Regions from separate parts of the Xenopus laevis genome. Here region 1 is linked to region 2. Evidence: chromatin contacts called from public Hi-C data. All regions are on one chromosome and are shown on one strand. The core of a region is the stretch at or near the end of the contact, and the rest is flanking DNA. Distances in the headings are between cores, read along the strand shown.

Region 1 (4,800 bases), core at 1,074-3,573, 110 kb before region 2:
TACCATTGAAAAGGACAGTGGTAGGAAAATCAGTTTACCAGTTTGAACTAACTTTGCTTCCAGTTCATCATTCAAAGTATTTTTGATGTTGCTTTTCATCATGGCCATATGCTGTCGTGTTACTTTGTGATATTGCAGTGCCAATATCAGCTAATTGAAACTTCAGCCAAGGCCCTAATTCTGGCCCAGTTGAAGGTGGTGCCAGAAAAGTTACAAAAGACAAGAATGTACCTCATAATGGGGTGTTCACCTTTAAATTAACTTTTATTATGATGTAGACTTTCATATTCTAAGACTATTTGCAATTGGTTTTAATTTATTTTTTGTCATTTTAGAATTATTTACCTTTTTTTGTTAGCAGTCCTCCAGCATGGAATTTAGCAATTCACTGGTTGCTAGGGTTCCCTAGCACCCTAACAACCAGGCAGCAGGTTGCACGAGAGACTGGAAGATGAATAGGAGGGGGCCTGAATAGAAAAATAAGGAAAACAAAAGTAACAATAACATTGTAGTCTGTCCAATAATCTTTTTTTGGCTGAAGGAGTCAGTGACTCCCCATTTGATAGCTGAAAAGAAGCAGAAGACAAACAATGAAAAGGTTTCTAAAATAGGGCTTTTTGCAATATTCTAAAAGTTAACTGAAAGGTTAGCAACCCCTTTGAGTTATGAACACAGCTGTTAAAAAAATAAATGTAGATTGGTGCCTATAAGCAGCTACACTTGAGCAATGTAGCATCTATATTTGTAAATCAGCCCTGGTGTCTAATAACCCAGTGTCTTATAAATGTTTGGTTTTTTTTCAAAAATTCTATGCAAAAGTATTTATTAAAGGAATTGTTCAGTGTAAAAATAAAACTGGGTAAATAGATAGGCTGTGCTAAATAAATAATGTTTCTAATATAGTTAGTTAGGCAAAAATGTAATGTATAAAGGCTGGAGTGACTGGATGTCTAACATAATAGCCACTACTTCCTGCTTTTCAGCTCTCTTGGTTTACACTGACTGGCAGAGCCGGGCCAACCCCGCCAGGCGCCCTAGGCAACCTGGCGGGCACGGCGCCGGCTCAGTGTGCGCGAAACTACACTACAGCGCGCATGCGCAAAATGGTGTTCGCACATGCGCAGAGGTGCATTTACATTCGGCAGTCTGAGAGACGGGACCGGACACGGGGTAGGCGACAGAGCAGGTACGTGCCTGGCGCCCCCCCAGCTTTGCGCCCTAGGCACTTGCCTACTCTGCCTACCCCTAGTTCCGGCCCTGCTGACTGGTTACCAGGCAGTAACCAATCAGAGACTTGAGGGGAGGCCACATGGGTCATATCTGTTGCTTTTGAATCTGAGCTGAATGTTGAGGATCAATTGCAAACTCACTGAACAGATATGTACCATGTGGCCCCCCCCCCTTCAAGTCGCTGACTAACTCGGAGTTAGAGAGCTGAAAATCAGGAAGTAGTGTTCTGGCTATTATGTGAGACATCCAGTCACTCCAGCCTTTATACATTACACAGTTTTTATTTCCACACTGAGCTGTTTGAGACTTATATGCCATGTGCTCTTTATTGTCCTTTTGGGAGTTATGGATTTCCTACCTCATACTGTCGTGTCCACCATACCCAGAGTATGGAAATGCAGCATACAGCTCACTATGGAAAATACACCCTACTGTGAGTCAGCATTAAAGGAACAGTAACACCAAAAAGTGTTTTAGTCATAAAATACCATATACTGTTGCCTTGCGCTAGTAAAACTGTTTGCTTCTGAAACACTATTATAGTTCATATAAACAAGCTGCTGTGTAACAATGGCAGAAATTGAAAATATGGATAACAGATAACACCATTATGTTCTACAGAGCTTATCTGTTGTGTAACCTGAGCCTTTTCTCCTTCGATTGGCTTCCCCCATTGCTACACATCAGCTTATTTATATAAACAAAAGTAGTGTTTCTGAAGCAAGCACAGCAGTTTTACCAGTGCAGGGCAACACTTCATTTACTTTAAAACAATTTAATTTTTTGATGTTTCTGTTCCTTTAACAGCAGCATTAGCCGCATACCCTGAGCTTGTTACTAGGTGCCCAGGTTATAGTTACCCTAGTCATTCATACGGGTTAAATACAAATGATATTCTCCCTGTTCTTTAGCTGATGGTTTGGCTCGCCTGTCATTTTGTCAAGGTAACAGTATAACTAAAATGCATCTGCTAATGGAAAAAGTGGCTCACCGACCTACCTATACTTTGTTCCATAATACTGAAAGAAGACTAAGTATCGGGCTTTGCTGGAATGCATTATTTTTCAATCAAGTAAGGAACGCAGGGATAAAGCCAATGTCCCTGCACAGCATGAGATCCGCCTGACTCTAAAGCACAACCTTCAGCAGGATGATAAGAGGCGGCCCTACAATGCGTGACACTAGAACGCAATTAATGAATTAAACCAGGGTTTAAACAAATCAAATTCCTCCTATTTAAAATATTTCCAAAGTTTTATGACATCTATATGACACAGTCCAGCTTTATTCCTTAATATGTGGGGTTGCCGTGTGTTTTGGATGCTGCTCGCATTTTCAGGCAAGCATCGGACGGCTCTCTTTTTTCAGCGCTCAACGTTGATAGAGCGGTTTCAGGGTCCTTAGACACTGGGTGGCTCACATGTTGTGACGAAAAATGTAAGGGACGGGCCCAAGTAGAAAATGAACAGATCTGTGCTGAGAGATGTGCCCTACTCGCCCATGTACCTTTGCCGAGGGGAAGATTACTGTACTGGTTAGGGTAATATCTGCGTAATTAGTGTTTTGTGAAGAAAGCCCCGCAGATATACTTAAACTGTTCGCTGCTAATTACATGTTCATTTTACTAAATTTGGCAGGTTATGAAAGTTTGAACATATTTCTGTGTTTTTTTTCCAATTATAACAGTTTTGCTAATGAAGGTGAATTGCCCTTTAAGCTGTGAGTCAGTTTCCCCAAGAGACCTGTTATCTTATATTGTTACAATTACTTATTTGCTTATCTCAAAATTATTACAAAAGTGTCTCATCTGCAGCTGTGGCTGTTCTGGGCTCTCTGCCAAAAAACGTTGTTTCTTTTTCTGGCTTTTCAGTGCAGAGAAAAACGGGACTTTTCAGTACAAACGAGGGACTGCGTGTTGAGCTGTCAAAAGAGGGACTGCCCCTCTGAAAACAGGACAGTTGGGAGGTATGGCTAAAGAGTCGTCACTTGCGTAGCCAAAACACTGGACAAATATTACAGCTCCCGTATTGTTCCGTGTTAAAGATCTGTAGGTTTGGAGGAGCTGGATATATAGGTACAAAGGTATTCGCCAGTGACCGCACCATAAGGGATCTAAACACTAAATAGAACATTGTTGATGACTCAAAGCGAGTGTATTACTTTACAAATACTTGTGCTGACATTCTAAATGATTGATCTTAATAAGGCATATGAACACTATGGTTTTATCAAGGAAAAAAAAAATACACACAAGGGTTGTTTACCTTTCTCCCCTATTAATAACATTGGTACCAAGCATCATTTTTTCAGGACAGGAGGGAAAAATACTGGTCAGGTGGAAATAATTCCTGCATGCCATTGATTGTCCGTATATGCTTAGTGTATACCTAATACCAGAGATATTGTCACCTTCTTATGCATTTGTGCACAAAGTATTCAGTCCGGAATATGGCTGCAATACAAAATGAATCCAACACTAGGGGGCCGATTCATGAAGCTCGAGTGAAGGATTCGAATTAAAAAAACTTCGAATTTCGAAGTATTTTTTGGGTACTTCGACCATCGAATTGGTTAAATTCGATCGAATTCGAACGATTCGAAGTAAAAATCGTTCGACTATTCGACCATTCGATAATCGAAGTACTGTCTCTTTAAAAAATACTTCGACCACCTACTTCGGTAGATAAAACCTACCGAAGTCAATGTTAGCCTATGGGGAAGGTCCCCATAGGCTTGGCTGTGATTTTTTGATCGAAGGATTTTCCTTCGATCGTTGGATTAAAATCCTTCGAATCGTTCGATTCGAAGGATTTAATCGTTCGCAGGATTTGCGCAAAATCGTTCGACTTCGATATTCGAAGTCGAACGATTTTAGTTCCCAGTCGAATATCGAGGGTTAATTAACCCTCGATATTCGACTCTTGATGAATCGGCCCCTTGGTTTTGAATAATTGCATTGCCCTTCAGTGTAAAAATGTTTCTAGATGAGGCTACTGAGAATGCAGGAAATAACAGGTGCAAGATGAATACAAATTGAAAAGTGGAAATGCAGATTGTGGTTGCATGATTGCATCTTGATCTTGGCACATCTATACTGATTGCATAAATGTGTAGCAAACTTATACATATTTGGAAACAATTTGACCATATAGTGTAGGATAACAAACGTGTAATAAGCCCAAACAGTTTACTTATTTTTACATCCTTATACTGTATCTTCTTTGTGCATTAAGTTCAGTATACACTCTAAAGCTGTTGGTCGATTCTGCAAAATACCAAAGAAGCAATAAGTCAACAGTAGTAATAAGTAAGAGTTCTAATTTATGTGATGCAAATTATCATGTATATTTTCCACTATTTTCTTTATACTAATTCTTACAGCCACTCTATGCCAATGCATATGCCTCATAAAATAAGGTCAAGTGTATGTGTGGTAGGAAGCAGACCTAGTAATACACTGTATGACAAACATTTCCAGACGTGCCTGTCAAACATCTTACTCCCAAACCAAGGCTATTATTATTATTATTATTATTATTAATAAGTTGCTCCTCCTTTGTTGCTAAAACA
Region 2 (5,009 bases), core at 2,129-4,628:
ACATATTTGAAATTTAACTGAATTTAGTAATTTTTCATTGTTAAATGTGCCGAAATTTGGTGCCAAAATAATATGTAACACTCTCAGTTGTAGCTAAACTGCATAATGCATGGTTGAGAAAGAATTAACCATATCTTAAAAGAAACAGTGTTGTTTATCACATACAATTAGGGGATTTGTTAGCTGGAAACCCATTATTGAGAAAGCTTTGAAGTACAAGAATGCCATTCCCCATGGAGTCCTATTTATAGAATCAGGTCTTAATTTGCTTTTTATTTGTATAAATATGTCAGTACTATATTCTGTCTGGTGGCTAATAAATTACATTTTTTTTAATGTTTATATGATTTTAGTAGCCTCAAGGCACAATGTTTTAAATTATGGTAAGACCCCTTATCTGAACTCCCCCCCCAAGCATTCCAGATAACAGATCCCATACTTGTATTTCACATTTATGTGTAGTATGGGTTGGGGATGCACCGACTCCACTATTTTGGATTCGGCCAAACCCCCGAATCCTTTGTAAAAGATTCGGAACCGAATCCGATTTTGCATATGCAAATTAGGGGTGGGAAGAGGAAAAAAATTTTTACTTCCGTTTTGTGACAAAAGGTCACCACAATTTCCCTCCCCGTCCCTAATTTGCATGTGCAAACTAGGATTCGGTTAGGCCAGGCAGAAAGATTCGGCCGAATCCGACGAATCCTGCTGAAAAAGGCGAATCCTGGCCGAATCCCTAACCGAATCCTGGATTCGGTGCATCCCTAGTATGGGTATGACACTCACATTTTTAGTAACTGACATGTCAGCTGTCCGGACTTTCCTTATTTATATACCTGACTTGGCTAGAGCAAGGGGCATATCTGGGACATAAAGGGGATGAGGTGTGATGTCACAAGGGCAGCCAAAAACCTCAGAAATTCAGTCCAAATATTGTTAGATTTTGCCCTAATATGAACCTTACAACCGCCAGACAAAAAGGACAGAAACTGTAAGCCTGATTTTATTATGATTTATCTTTAGTACTTATCCTTCAAACTCTCTTCTATTAATCCTTTATTTGAGCATTTATAATTTGAGCATTTATATTTCAATCCATTGCCTGTTTGCTAGTCAGTGGCCATAACAACCAGATATCACCTTAAATTCCAAACTAGAGACATGCAGGACATGCAGGATTAAATAATAAATTGAATAATTGTTTACAAAATATTAATATGCAATTTAGCATTCAATTTCCATTTGAATCTTCAGCAAAGGATGAGGTACCCAGTTGAAGGCACACAACATCTCCTGCATTCTGGCATGTCTGCATTTCATTAGGAACCGCCTTTTCTGCTGACAGGGGTGTTGGAACACATTGTTCTGCAATTTTTAGTGTTTTAGATATTGCTCATGTCCACATTGGGATATGTGGGTTAAACACTGTGTAAAAGAATTCTGTTTCTTCCTATTCTATTCTCTCTTGTCTGTTGCCAAGAAATCCCATTCCTATTGAAGCTGCCGTAGGCAATTCATGTGGAAAGCCTCTTCTGTCAGAAAGATGGGATTTCTACATCCTACTTTAGGTAATGGATTTCTATAACCCCTACACGGAATAAGCCATAAAATTACTTTACAGTGTCGGATGCAATGCAGTTTGAAATGCATGGAATGAATACAGTAGCATTATTTATTTTGGGTGCGTGTGTGGCTTCCGTGGTATACAGATAAGTGTGCTCGCCAAGTTCTGTGTACTCTATTCAACAGGAAAGTGCAGAAAACTTTCCGAACGGGAACAATTTTGAAAACCTCTTAGTAAATCAGCCCCTATTTCAATTTCTGTATGCTTTTTACAATCCACCATCACCTGTTGGCATTAGGACTTCCTAGGAAAATAAATCAGGAGCACACTATTATGTGCAGTTAAACATGATTAGCATTAAGTTCTAAGCAGAATTTACTCTGATCAGTTGTGTAAAACAAAGAATGAAAGTGCAAGAAGTTAAGTTCCCAGATGTTCTATTGGAGCAAGATCTCATGCCGCCTTGTTAATAAGGAATAAACCAATCTTTTCTCTTTATATGTTTTTCAGATCCTGTTTGATCAAGCCCAGAGGTCTGTACGGCAGCAGCTGCACATCTTTGTCAAAGAGTAAGTGAGCTCAGCTTCATATCTCTCTCACATCATACTGACCATGTATCATCATCATCAGCTCTCTGCTTAATAAATACAGTATAAGCTGAATACATGACAATGAGCCAGGCATACCTAAACCACTTCACTAATGCACTCCTTGGGTTTTGTTCCTGTAAAATATGTCTTAGTTCTGTTGACCCTGTATGGTAGCTGATATTTACCCTCCATTACTAGTTTAGAGCATGCTGGGAATTGTAGTTTTAGCAGTAGCCTAAATATAAAAACTCTGCTGTTTTGGAATCCCTGGAGTCCCAATTTTATTTGGTACATGCAAATAATAGCGTGGCGCCTAATGGGTTAAATACAAATGATACTCTCTCCTCCAGTTATCACTGAGGTTCATTTATGAACACTGCAAATGTAACCCATAGCAACCAATCAATGAGTGGCTTTTTTCAGTCACCTGCAGGTTGAGCAATGTAATCAACCATCTGATTGGTTGCCATGGGTTACTGCCCAGGTGCAAATTTGCCTTGTATTTATAAATGAGCCCCACTGACTAGTTATAATTAGACTGCTGAAAAATATCCTTCCATGTTTTTCACAAGGTAACAATTACGCATCCTAGCAAACTGAGTGGGCATAATGTACTTAGGGTTGCCACCTTTTTTGGAAAAAAAAACAGCATTCCTATATATTTGTCTTTTTTCCGTTTTAATAACGTTGGGATCAGCCATCATTTTTACCGGCCAGGCCGGTAAAATACCGGCCATGTGGCAACCTTAATGTACTCCTCAGAGTCAGTCTGTACCCTTTACAGGTTGAAACCTTATGTGTAATGCATAAAATGAGTGTGATAATACTAATAATATAGATGACTTTTATATCAATGATACTACTTGCGATGAGGCACTATACCTAAGACTGTAAGCTCTGTGGTTTGTGCGTGTACCTGTGCTTACAGCTGCATGTAAAACAATTTCATGTTTAATAATAATATTAAGAAGCATAAATGATATTCAGAATGTAGGACGTGCTTTTAGAAAGATGCTTCTGGGCCTACAACTCTTCTGACTGCTGAAGTGCCATAGATTTTGGCGATTGGTACCCCAGGCACAGAAGGACTCAGCAGCAGCAGCCAAACGCAAGCTCTCCGATTCAAACAATGTATATAGGCCACAGAAGCAGCAGAATCCCTGGCAGCCGGGAAGGATATGGTTTCTATAGCAACGGGAAATTAAGTGGGAATCTGTCAGTTGCTAATGCTGTGTGTATGGGGGGAGGGTCTATTACACCATGAGGAGAGCCAGCCCCTACTCCCTCTCACTCTTTATTACGGCTCTTATATGTCATTGGCAACTCTGACAAAAAATGGTTTCCAGAAGCCAAGCATCTTGTAATCTCTTCTCTATGATATTGTCTAAAGCACCTCCTAAGATATCCAACCATGCCTTTCCTTATATTGTACACACAAACATCGACCTTGAAACAGAAAGGTGCACCCCTACCCTTAACTACTGATTCCTTAGAAGTATATGGATTACCGGCACCCATTGTTTCATTATATTAATACAAGTTGTAATCAGTTTTAAATAGTCAGAACCTCTAGTGCAGAGAATAACAAAGGGCAGACAGATACTGCTTTCAATAGCAATTACATTTACAAATCATTTTAAAACTACTGTTATATAATTAATACAAATTGTAAAGTTGTTCATATTTATATTTTGTTTCATTAAGCAAAATAAATTTGTGGGTTTACATCCCCCTTTAAAAGTAGTGGCACATCACAAGATTCGTTATCCGCAATAAATCTCCTCTTCTACCAGAGACTCCTCTTCTCTAAATGCTTTCCCATCAATGAAAAACTGAATCTCCTGATGTAAAAAATATGCAATGCTTCATTTTTTCTAAGACGCCCAAAGTTTTATTTTTACCTTTACATTTTAAAAGGTGTTGAACCACCATGTTCTTGCTAGTGTATGCGCCCATCAGACCAATTGCAAACTTACTATGACAGCCTCTGCCTACACGATATCTAGTTGTTGTCTGTTTACTTCTGACCTTGCCACGTTTTACTCTCTCTTGTCTATTTTTGAATGCAGGGGCGTAACTATAGAGGAAGCAGACTCTGCGCCTGCAGAGGGGCCCAGGAGGTATAGGGGCCCCACGAGGCCCTAATTCATGTACAGTTTCAATAAATATTGGTAAAACAAGTCAACTGCTAAATATTTTGGGGGCCTGAAAAATAATTTGCTGTGGGGCCCAGTAATATCTAGTTACGCCACTGTTTGAATGGGAGAAATTATCGCTGGGATGTGAATATGAACCAAAAAGAGTTGGGGCGAGATTCAGATTAAGGTCATTGGGCCCCAATAGAATTTACATAGAATTACACCTAGATTGTGATGATTTGTCCCTGATCTTATTTCCCTGACATTTCAGTGATGTGAGGAAATTTAAGGAATCCAAGAAGCAGTTTGATAAGGTGAGAGAGGACCTGGACATTGCACTAGTGAAGAATGCGCAGGCACCACGCCACAAACCGCATGAAGTGGAAGAGGCCAGTAGTACTCTGACCATAACGAGGAAATGCTTCCGGCACCTTGCACTTGACTATGTATTACAGGTGAGCACAACTAACCATGCTCGTTCTTGTTCCAAACTCTTTCACCTGAATACAATCTTTGCTTTGCGGAGCAAGACCAAAGGCCAGATTTATGATGCTTCAAGCTTCTGGGTTTGGGAAAATGATTGCAGAGACTGCAACAACTTATATTTTCTGCAGTCATGAGCTGCTGAATGGATTATGCTGAGTGGAACGGGAGGGGGGTGTTTATATAAAATTCCTCTTGGCCTTCGGAAAGCTGCTCCACCATCCAGAGCCAGCA

What was found. Hi-C and Micro-C count contacts between places; a contact is called where the count stands out from the background.
Region 1: a Hi-C map of the XTC cell line shows a contact between it and region 2, with 2.7 times the contacts expected there. The contact joins the promoter of pusl1.L here to the enhancer-like site in region 2. A contact is called at or near these places in 2 of 4 Hi-C or Micro-C datasets (the XL177 cell line and the XTC cell line).

The regions. Positions count from the first base shown.
Region 1 is chr7L:97,076,436-97,081,235 of Xenopus_laevis_v10.1, reverse strand. pusl1.L (pseudouridine synthase like 1 L homeolog) reads right to left here and starts at 2,323. Exons shown (of 8, transcript NM_001092060.1): 1 at 2,230-2,323. The coding sequence starts at 2,288.
Region 2 is chr7L:96,966,755-96,971,763 of Xenopus_laevis_v10.1, reverse strand. acap3.L (arf-GAP with coiled-coil, ANK repeat and PH domain-containing protein 3) reads left to right here. Exons shown (of 25, transcript XM_041569361.1): 5 at 2,075-2,133; 6 at 4,564-4,747. Among protein-coding and RNA genes, the nearest start is that of LOC121395856, 3.8 kb to the right of the region's middle. Within about 2 kb of position 3,378, at least 1 of the 7 cell types and tissues checked has an H3K27ac peak or open chromatin away from gene starts, as enhancers often do.